Regions from separate parts of the Mus musculus genome. Here regions 1 and 2 are each linked to region 3. A link is a contact called in public HiChIP or PLAC-seq data. All regions are on one chromosome and are shown on one strand. Each heading gives the region's core, a stretch centred on a gene start, on an enhancer-like site or on the middle of the called end of the contact. The rest is flanking DNA. Distances are from core to core; before and after follow the strand shown.

Region 1 (2,715 bases), core at 118-2,617, 100 kb after region 3:
CAATTTTTTTTTAATTTTTTAACATCTCAAAAACAAACAAACAAACAAACAAAAAAAGCACAAACCTGTTGGTTCTCATATTCAGCAACATTGATTGAGTTCTACCAAGTACTAAGATATATGTAAATGTGCCCCAACCTTTGCTCACAAGTAGCCTATCATCTAAGTAAAAGAGCCCACCATCATCTTGAGTGTCACATAGAATGGTGCTCAAGATACTACTAAGTATGAGAGCAAGATGTTCCACTGGAGAAAAGCAGTGTCCTAAAGAGAGCTAGCTCAACAAAGAATGGTGTCAAAGAAACATTACTCAAAGGGACATTTTATAAGTAATATCAGACCAGGAAGTAGGAAATTTTATGCAAGTTAGAAGTCTATAAACAGATTACTATTTATTTAATTTTTTTGGGGAAGGCCTTGCACATGCCAAGCAAGGGTTCTGTGCCCAAAGGACACCCCAGCTCACACAGGTCAATTCCTACATTAGGCCCTACAGTCTGTCTTAAGTCTTTGCTTTGCATTCACACTTCCTCACTCCTTGAGAAGCCAAATTAAAGGTATTCTGATGAACCTCATTAAGGGGGAATTCTGCAGAGTTAGGGGGTAAGTCAGTTTCCATCCATTTAATGTCCAAGTTCCCTGGTCTTTCTTTACAACAGAAACGGATAGCTCATATGAACTGACTGAGAACAGGGCCTATGTTTGTACAACTTGAACTTCTCCGTAACTGTTTAATTCATGAAACACAAAGATGCTCCTGCCGTACCTTTTATGAAGTGCAGAGGTTACCAAGATAATTATGACAGTGTCCCTGTCTGCAGGACATTGTTCTACAGAGGGGTTAGAGGTATAAAAAGTCATAATTATAGTACAGTGTGAACATTTTGATTGTTGAAATGCTTAGGGTTGGGGGAACACTGGGAAGAAATAATTAGCTGTACTTGAAAGCTCTATAAAGATGACTTTGCATCTTTGGATAGGAGTTGTCTCTCGATTCATGTTTAAATGAATATGTATTCCTGTTTGCTAGCGGATCCTTCCAATTTCCTAACAGGATCGTATGTTGCCTTTTTTAACTGAAGAAGTAAATAAGTTAATTTCATTTGTCTGTGCTACTGTTGCGAAATAAAAACATGAGCAAAGTGGTAGATAGAAGGCAGAACCAGCGCCGGGTGGAGAGAGGGACTCTCAGTGTGGGAACCAAGATTAGGGAGAGCACAATGCGGAGCCCTAGTAATGATCCAATGATTCATCCTGTCATTCCTCTTCCTCTGTAGCCATCAGGTTTGGGCGGATGCCACAGGCCGAGAAGGAGAAGCTGTTGGCGGAGATCTCCAGTGATATCGACCAGCTGAACCCAGAGTCTGCTGATCTGCGAGCCCTGGCAAAGCATTTGTATGACTCATACATAAAGTCCTTCCCGCTGACCAAAGCCAAGGCGAGGGCGATCTTGACAGGAAAGACAACGGACAAATCAGTTAGTTCTCTTCTGCTCTCTTCACTGGGGGAGGCTGGGGCTGGGGGTTGTTTCCTTTGACTAAATGATTTGCTTTGGTGCACATGCATATGCAAAAACAAACAAACAAACAAACAAAAAACAGCTCAGCTGCAGGCTGTTAAAATCTAGTGGCAGGCTAGGTCCAAAACACAGGAAATGTCTTCAAATAGGATAAGTAAACATTGTTCTGAAAAGGGAGTAAGTCCTCCAAGCTGTAATAAAAAACCTTTGAGAGTAATACAAGAGCTCATAGGTCATCTCTACACTCATGAATGAACGTGAAGCCTTCCAGTCACAAGAGTGTCTCAGAAGCCGTGCAGGAGGCTGAGCAGGTGTGTTAAGCTGTTGTGTCCCACTTCTACCTTTCAGTTTTTCTATGGTCATTTGTCCCAGGTCCAAAGTGGGCACAAAAGTACATCAGGATATCATGAGACCTATTTCCTTACAGTACCTAGCTTTATTCCTGGGAAACTGGAGGCTCTGGCCTTCTATTATATACATGAGTTCTACTTTCTGCAAGGATCTAAGTTGCCTATGCTACTCCAATGGAATGGTTGGTTGCTTGCTTGCTTGCTTGGTTTAGTATGCTAACTATTGGATTGAATCCCAGGCAAGCATGTTGGGTACATGTGTGCTAGAACTAAGCTACAGTCCCAAGCCACAAAAGTATTCTTAAGTACCTGGAGATTCTTTGACTGATATTGTTTAGCAATTCATAATAGATGAAAATTATCATTGAATCCAGTTTTCTAGGAAGCAGAAAGCTTCTGATAGGAAGTTGAGAATCAACATCAAATTACATTAAAATAAAACCTCAATGCTGCTCCCCAGTCCACCAGCAGCTGCAAGTGTGCACTGGATTGGGCTCTTCAGGTCTTTCAGCCAGGGTCTGGCTTTGATGTCTATGCTATGATGAATGTCCCTAGGCAGTAGGAGCTACAAGTCCCATGCAGAAGACCTGGATCCAGCTCTTGAAAACCCTGTGTGTGGTCAGTTACTTTCATGGCCAGGAGAGCCAGTCAACTATTAGGTGGATACATGTAACTTGATGACCATTTAGATTTTAGAAGAAAAAAATCGTATTATCTCCTAATGTGTTTTGAGGACTATCTCAGGTTATTTCTTTCGTTTTAGATAAATGACTTCGAGTGGAATCAGCTAGTAGCTATGAGAAAGCCACATGCCAGTAAGAACAGTTGAGTTTCTCCCTGCAAAAG
Region 2 (2,858 bases), core at 50-2,549, 120 kb after region 3:
GTGGGATTGGGTGAGCACAGACATACACGCACTGGTGAGAGGATTTAAAACAGTTAAATACCATCAATACCATCCTGTGTCTTCGTTTCTCGTGCTCTAGAGGAACAACTGAGCACAGGGACACTTACTCTGTGTAGGCAGACAGATAGATACTTGCTCATGGCCATTGCAAAGCACCTCATTCAACAGCTCAGACCCAGTGAGCCACTGCAGATAACTTGGGGCAGAAGGACCAACTGACTACAAGGTTGGGCGTATTCCTCCACCCTGGACCTCAGTTCCCCTTCAGTTCTTGAGTATACGTGCCATGCTTCCATTTTACTACAGAGTGATTTCTGTGAGTTACAGTGCACAGTATAGCACATATCTCTGGAAAAACAGGCTTTATGTGTCTCAGGGGAGCTCCACATAGTCATACTTTGACTCTACTCAGCCCAGAGCCTTTATACCCCTTTTAGTCAGTGAATGTCTCCCATAGTTGTTAAGTGAAAAGGACACAATATCCAAACTACTTTGAAACTAGACATTAAAAATAACTATAAATAGCAATAGGCCAACACTTTTGTGTATTTAGTAGTCCTGGGGATTGAACTTATGGCCTCATGCATGTGAGCACAAGCTTCCCTATTGAGCTACAGTCTCAGCATTATGCCAGCTTCCTACTTCTTCTATGCCAGCTAAATATTTAACTTCCTTCCCAATTGAGAAAGTTGTTTTTCCATGTCTTCTTCAGGTATTAAAAATAAACAAGGGCATCTAATTTCTCTTGAGCTGGACATCCAGCATTAACATGTCTCCTGTCCCCCATCAGGAGATGGTCATATCACAGAGTAATAGCTGGTTTACTAAGGACTAGCATATCTAATAGGCTCCTACCTACACTGTGCATGAGATTAGCAGAATGGCCTTGAATAATGACTCACTTTGAGTTATCTAGAAATGTCCCATTAGTTCTCTGTTTTCATAACCTCATGCACTTGGTATGACAGGGGTGAGGTATATTTATGAGTTTGCAACTGGCACCTAAACACTAAAAACCAGAGAGCTGGGGGCAAGGATGGGGTAATGGAGAAAATAGTGAAACATCTTAGAGTCACCCCATAGATAGGCATACATGTGAGAATCTATGTGCAGGCTCTTGTTTGGAGAGGATAGAAGACCCCTTATCTGTAACTGCTCCAGAAATAAAACTTCCTCCTCCGCCCTGGCTAAGTAGGCCGCCATCATCTCGGGACTGAGCAAACAGTGTTGTCTGAGGCAGACAGGACTGAAAGTGGAACTGCTGAGTCACTCCTGTCCACACTGGCAGCCAAGGAAGAGGCTCCTTAGCCAGTCATAAGAGATGTGGCTTTTCAGAGCACTTTATCATTTTGGACTCTCAAAATGTGTGTTTAAACTCTGGGTGACCCAGGCAGCCTTCCAGATGGGCACCATTCAGCTGCAAGTGGGGAAGGGTGAATGCAGGGTCCTCAGGTCACCTAACAGAGAGGTTGGGCAAGGGATGGGGGTGGGAGGAGGGCGTAAGGGCTGTGCTGCAGCCTAAACAAAACTTCTCACCTGCTACTGCAGCTCTGGATAGGCCAGGGAGAAAGCTCCAGAATCACACACAAGAGTCCAAAAGCCCCACTCCCCCACTTCCTAGATGTGCGGTTGCAGCAATTATTGACCTCCCTGGGCCTTAACTTCCTTATCAGCTCCCCAAGCAAGTAAAATAGCATTATATGAAGCTTTTGGCACTGTGCCTGGGACACTGCTAGGCACACAGTGAATGCTAATTTCCCCTTTCTCCTCTGTGATATCATTTGAAGTAGCTCCACTCCATCCTGCCAGTCAAAAGGCTTAAAATTCCACCAACCGTCCTTAAAATCCTTCCTACAATATAAATACCCCTAGGGAGCTCTCAACTAATCCTTTTATCAGCTATCACTTTAAGGGGATTAGTTGCAGATCAAGAACAAAACCCAAAGGGAAAGAGATACAGAGAAGGAGGAGGAGCCAAAGAAGGAGGATCAAAATCCCCTAATCCTGGGCCCCCAAGGAGACAGGGGAAGCTAGGACTGTGGATTCTCCCACCCAGAATTCCCTTGACTTTGCAGGAAACTAAGGTGTTTAGAAAGTCATATCTATGGTTTACAATCACAAGTTCTTCAGAAAGGAGAGGAGAGGAGAGGAGAGGAGAGGAGAGGAGAGGAGAGGAGAGGAGAGGAGAGGAGAGGAGAGGAGAGGAGAGGAGAGGAGAGGAGAGGAGAGGAGAGGAGAGGAGAGAGAGGAGTGGGAAATCTGAAGTTGATAAGGCTACTGTCTCAAGTTTGCTGGTTTGCTGTCATGGATCTAAAGTCACAGAGTTGCTCTTAACCCTTTTCTCAGCCCTTCCTCCTTTGTTCCCTTTGGCAGAGCCACCAGGTACATTGAGGGCAGCAACGTGTCAGGCTGGAGGGGGCCTCGGAAGAGGTTACTCTCCTATTTCCTTCCACTAACCCTTCTTCCTCTACCTATACTCCCAGCCCCAACCAGCTACCAATCCTGATAGAATTGCTCAAAACACGGAAAGCACAGAATTGAAGCAGAGCACATGGCTGAGCCTTGAGTGACTAGTACAGCAGAGCTAGAAGGATCACAAGGACTGCCCAGGGCCAAGACAGAACTCAGAAGACCCACTTCCATCCTCAAAGACCTTGAAATAGAATTAATCCCAGGTCTATTCCCTGGGGGCCCTGTAGAGGGACAGACTAGCTTTGACCAGATCTAGAGAAGGTATCACCTGCCTTTTCAGTGTTCCTGTTCAGGAGCTGGCTCTGTGATGATGGGGACTGAGGAGTGTTAATGTGGAGCTGCTAGCTGATGGACAGATAACAGAT
Region 3 (2,700 bases), core at 12-2,511:
CGCACAGCACCCGCCAAGCCGCCGCCTCAGGTCAGAGTCGCCCCGGGCCACGCGGCCCGCCGGAGGGACGCGGAAGAAGAGACCTGGGGCGCTGCGCTGGGGTATTGGGTCGCGCGCAGCCTGAGGGGACCGAGTGTGACGACAAGGTGACCGGGCTGAGGGGACGGGCTGAGGAGAAGTCACACTCTGACAGGAGCCTGTGAGACCAACAGCCTGACGGGGTCTCGGTTGAGGGGACGCGGGCTGAGAAGTCACGTTCTGACAGGACTGTGTGACAGACAAGGTGAGGGGGGGTCTCGGCTTGTGGGGTCTGGATCTGACTGGCTAGGTGACTGGGTCTCCGCTGAGGGGACTCGGGATGAGAAGTCACATTCTGACAGGGCTGCGTAACTGACAGCCTAACCCTGTCTCGACTAGAGGGGATACGGGCTGGAAAGCCACACTCCGACAGGACGGAGAGTGACCAAGTGACAGAATCTTGACTCAAGGGACCCCGGCTGAGGAGAAGGCAAACTCTTGACAGGACCGAATGTGACAGACAAGGTGACAGAGTCTGGGTCTGAGGGGATCGCGCGGGCTGAGGAGAAGTCACACAAGAGAAGAGCGAGAGAGTGATAGCGGGGCGGGGTCGCGGACTCAGGGACAGAGTGAGGGGTCTCGGCTGAGGACCGGTCACCCTCCTGGAGAGCCGAGTGTGACTGACAGGGTGACTGTCCTCGTGAGGGGCACCGGCACGGTGCGGAGGGCCACAGTGCTTCCCTGAGAGGGTGCGCAGGCAGGCATGTGTGTGAGCGCGGAACAGGGTTGCCCCTGTTCCAGACCCTGACAGGAAAGCCAGGTCTCCAGAACTACCGCGTTGGGGACCGCATTGTGCGGATCCTGGTGACAGATTTAGAGAGGGGCTCGCCAGCAGCCACCGGTCGCCCTGAGGCTCTAGGGGTCGGAGGGTGGGGAGGAGGATGCGCCCGTGATCACGGAGGCGATTTGGCCCACGGCCCCCTGCCCGGGGCTCACCAGGTGTGAGGAAAGCGGGGTCACTGTCGCCAAGGCCCCGCCCCGCCAGTGCCCCTCTTCAATCTAAGCAGGGGGCGAGCACAGGGCCCGGCTCACGGGAGTAGGCAGCCCTCGTGCTGGGGGCGGAAGGTGGGTGTGTGGCTCCCGGTGCTTTATGGCTTGGGATTGGGGAGGAGCCTAAGGTGAGGAGGCAGAAACTGGGAGTAGCCTGGGCTGCTTTTATATAAGGGACGCGAGGAGGTCAAGAAGGGGCCTGGACCTCTGCTGGGGATCTGAAGGCTGCAGCGCTAAATTCTTCTTAACTCCCATTGAGTAGGTGAGTGGCCCCATCGTCATCACGTTTTTGTTGGTGTGTGTAGTGAAGTGGCCAAACTGCCCCCAAGTTCTTACACATCAGGATGGTCTGGCTGTGTTCTTGTACTGTTAAGAATCTGCTTTGCTTCTGATGCTAATAGGGGGGAGGTCGTGCCATTTATTTCAGAAGGGAAAAAAGAAAAGTTAAGTTTTCTGTGAGGAAGAGGCTAAAAGGTGTCCCTTTTTAGCAGGATGAAGGACAAAAATGTAAAATTAAATGATCATTTGAAAACAAAACCAGATGAACCAAGTTGTAGGATAGCTAACAGTTGGAAAGCCTCTTGATTTGGAGTTCATTATTGTAATGTCAACTCTTTATTATCATGCACGAAGCAAATTGTTAACTGGAGTTATTAAATGAATAACTTAGTCTTGGACTTGGGCAGGTCTTCCAAAGATATCAGGTGCTCTGTGGGAGTCTTCCTGTCGTCCATAGCTAAGTGATCAATTGCTGACTAAAAATGTAACTAACTCCAGGTGCTCTGTGATTTAAAACCTGGCTAGGGTAGGAACGGATATACGCTATGACTACTCAAAGAGATAGTTCTCTTGCAAGTTTGACAGAAGCACTCATAGATACTACGAGCATTTGGAGCAGCATTTCAGAAGATTGGGTTTCAACTTTAAAATAAGTTCTCTGTTGTCTTATCTTCAACCACATTTGCTCTAAAGTAAATGTCCGAAATATTAATTTTAATATATGAACATTTTAACTCAGTGTCATGCCTTAGTTGGAGTGAAACATATTATAAAGCCCTCGATTTTTATTTTACTGTGTGTTTTGTGTAAATTTGCTCACTCCAGTGCTACTTCATATTTAATTTGCTGAGAACTATATCTTCAGTGAGAAGATCTAAGGAGCAACTGGTGGTCACCTCACGCTTTTGCAGCTCACTAGAAGGGAAAAGATTGTTGACAGTTTTCTTTTTAAGGAAAAAAATCTTTTTCATATGTAAAAGTTTCAAACTCTTCAAACTGTTGAAGAACAATGGCGCCGGTGAAGTCTGAAGTTCTTGATGCCTCTAGGCCGAAGAGTTTTTTGATGCTGTTTCCTCGGTCTTTTATATTTCAAAGATTATAAGTTCTTCTAAACACATTAGAACTAAAAGACCTGGAAACATTATACACATCAATACTTAAGACTACTTTGATATTTTTTGTGATAACTATTTTTTAATAATTAAGTATATTTCCTTTAAAGGAGCTGGTTTTCCTAACATTCATGTCACTACATCTTTCAGAATCACTTTAACAGAAAAGGGCAAATTACACTTTAAAAAAAATCATATCTTTAGTTTCAAAATCCCTATGACATTTAAAATTCATATATGA

The links. HiChIP or PLAC-seq counts read pairs in DNA pulled down with a chosen protein or histone mark.
Region 1: an HNF4G HiChIP or PLAC-seq map of pancreatic cancer cells shows a contact between it and region 3. The contact joins the enhancer-like site here to the promoter of Pparg in region 3. A contact is called at or near these places in 7 of 39 promoter capture datasets (the C10 cell line, the SN4741 cell line, embryonic stem cells and 3 more), 9 of 484 Hi-C or Micro-C datasets (the 3T3-L1 cell line, the AML12 cell line, CD4 T cells and 6 more), 6 of 115 datasets of contacts at active chromatin or transcription factors (bone marrow-derived macrophages, cardiomyocytes, embryonic forebrain and 3 more) and 4 of 9 other capture datasets (adipose tissue, bone marrow-derived macrophages, liver and 1 more).
Region 2: a contact with region 3 is called in an HNF4G HiChIP or PLAC-seq map of pancreatic cancer cells. The contact joins the enhancer-like site here to the promoter of Pparg in region 3. A contact is called at or near these places in 6 of 39 promoter capture datasets (HPC-7-derived erythroid cells, embryonic stem cells, frontonasal cranial neural crest and 3 more), 3 of 484 Hi-C or Micro-C datasets (the N1E-115 cell line, nephron progenitors and uterus), 9 of 115 datasets of contacts at active chromatin or transcription factors (the NIH/3T3 cell line, bone marrow-derived macrophages, embryonic forebrain and 6 more) and 4 of 9 other capture datasets (adipose tissue, bone marrow-derived macrophages, liver and 1 more).

What each region holds. Positions count from the first base shown.
Region 1 is chr6:115,461,809-115,464,523 of GRCm38.p6, forward strand. It overlaps Pparg (peroxisome proliferator activated receptor gamma), which reads left to right. Exons shown (of 8, transcript NM_001308354.1): 6 at 1,278-1,477. Among named protein-coding and RNA genes, the nearest start is that of Gm36301, 56 kb to the right of the region's middle. Within about 2 kb of position 1,368, at least 94 of the 459 cell types and tissues checked have an H3K27ac peak or open chromatin away from gene starts, as enhancers often do. A contact at or near this core is called in the AML12 cell line, the N1E-115 cell line, adipose tissue and 7 more, where this site is marked.
Region 2 is chr6:115,479,197-115,482,054 of GRCm38.p6, forward strand. All of the region lies in intron 7 of Pparg (peroxisome proliferator activated receptor gamma), which reads left to right. Among named protein-coding and RNA genes, the nearest start is that of Gm36301, 39 kb to the right of the region's middle. Within about 2 kb of position 1,300, at least 182 of the 459 cell types and tissues checked have an H3K27ac peak or open chromatin away from gene starts, as enhancers often do. A contact at or near this core is called in the N1E-115 cell line, the NIH/3T3 cell line, adipose tissue and 8 more, where this site is marked.
Region 3 is chr6:115,361,088-115,363,787 of GRCm38.p6, forward strand. Pparg (peroxisome proliferator activated receptor gamma) reads left to right here and starts at 1,262. Exons shown (of 8, transcript NM_001308354.1): 1 at 1,262-1,330.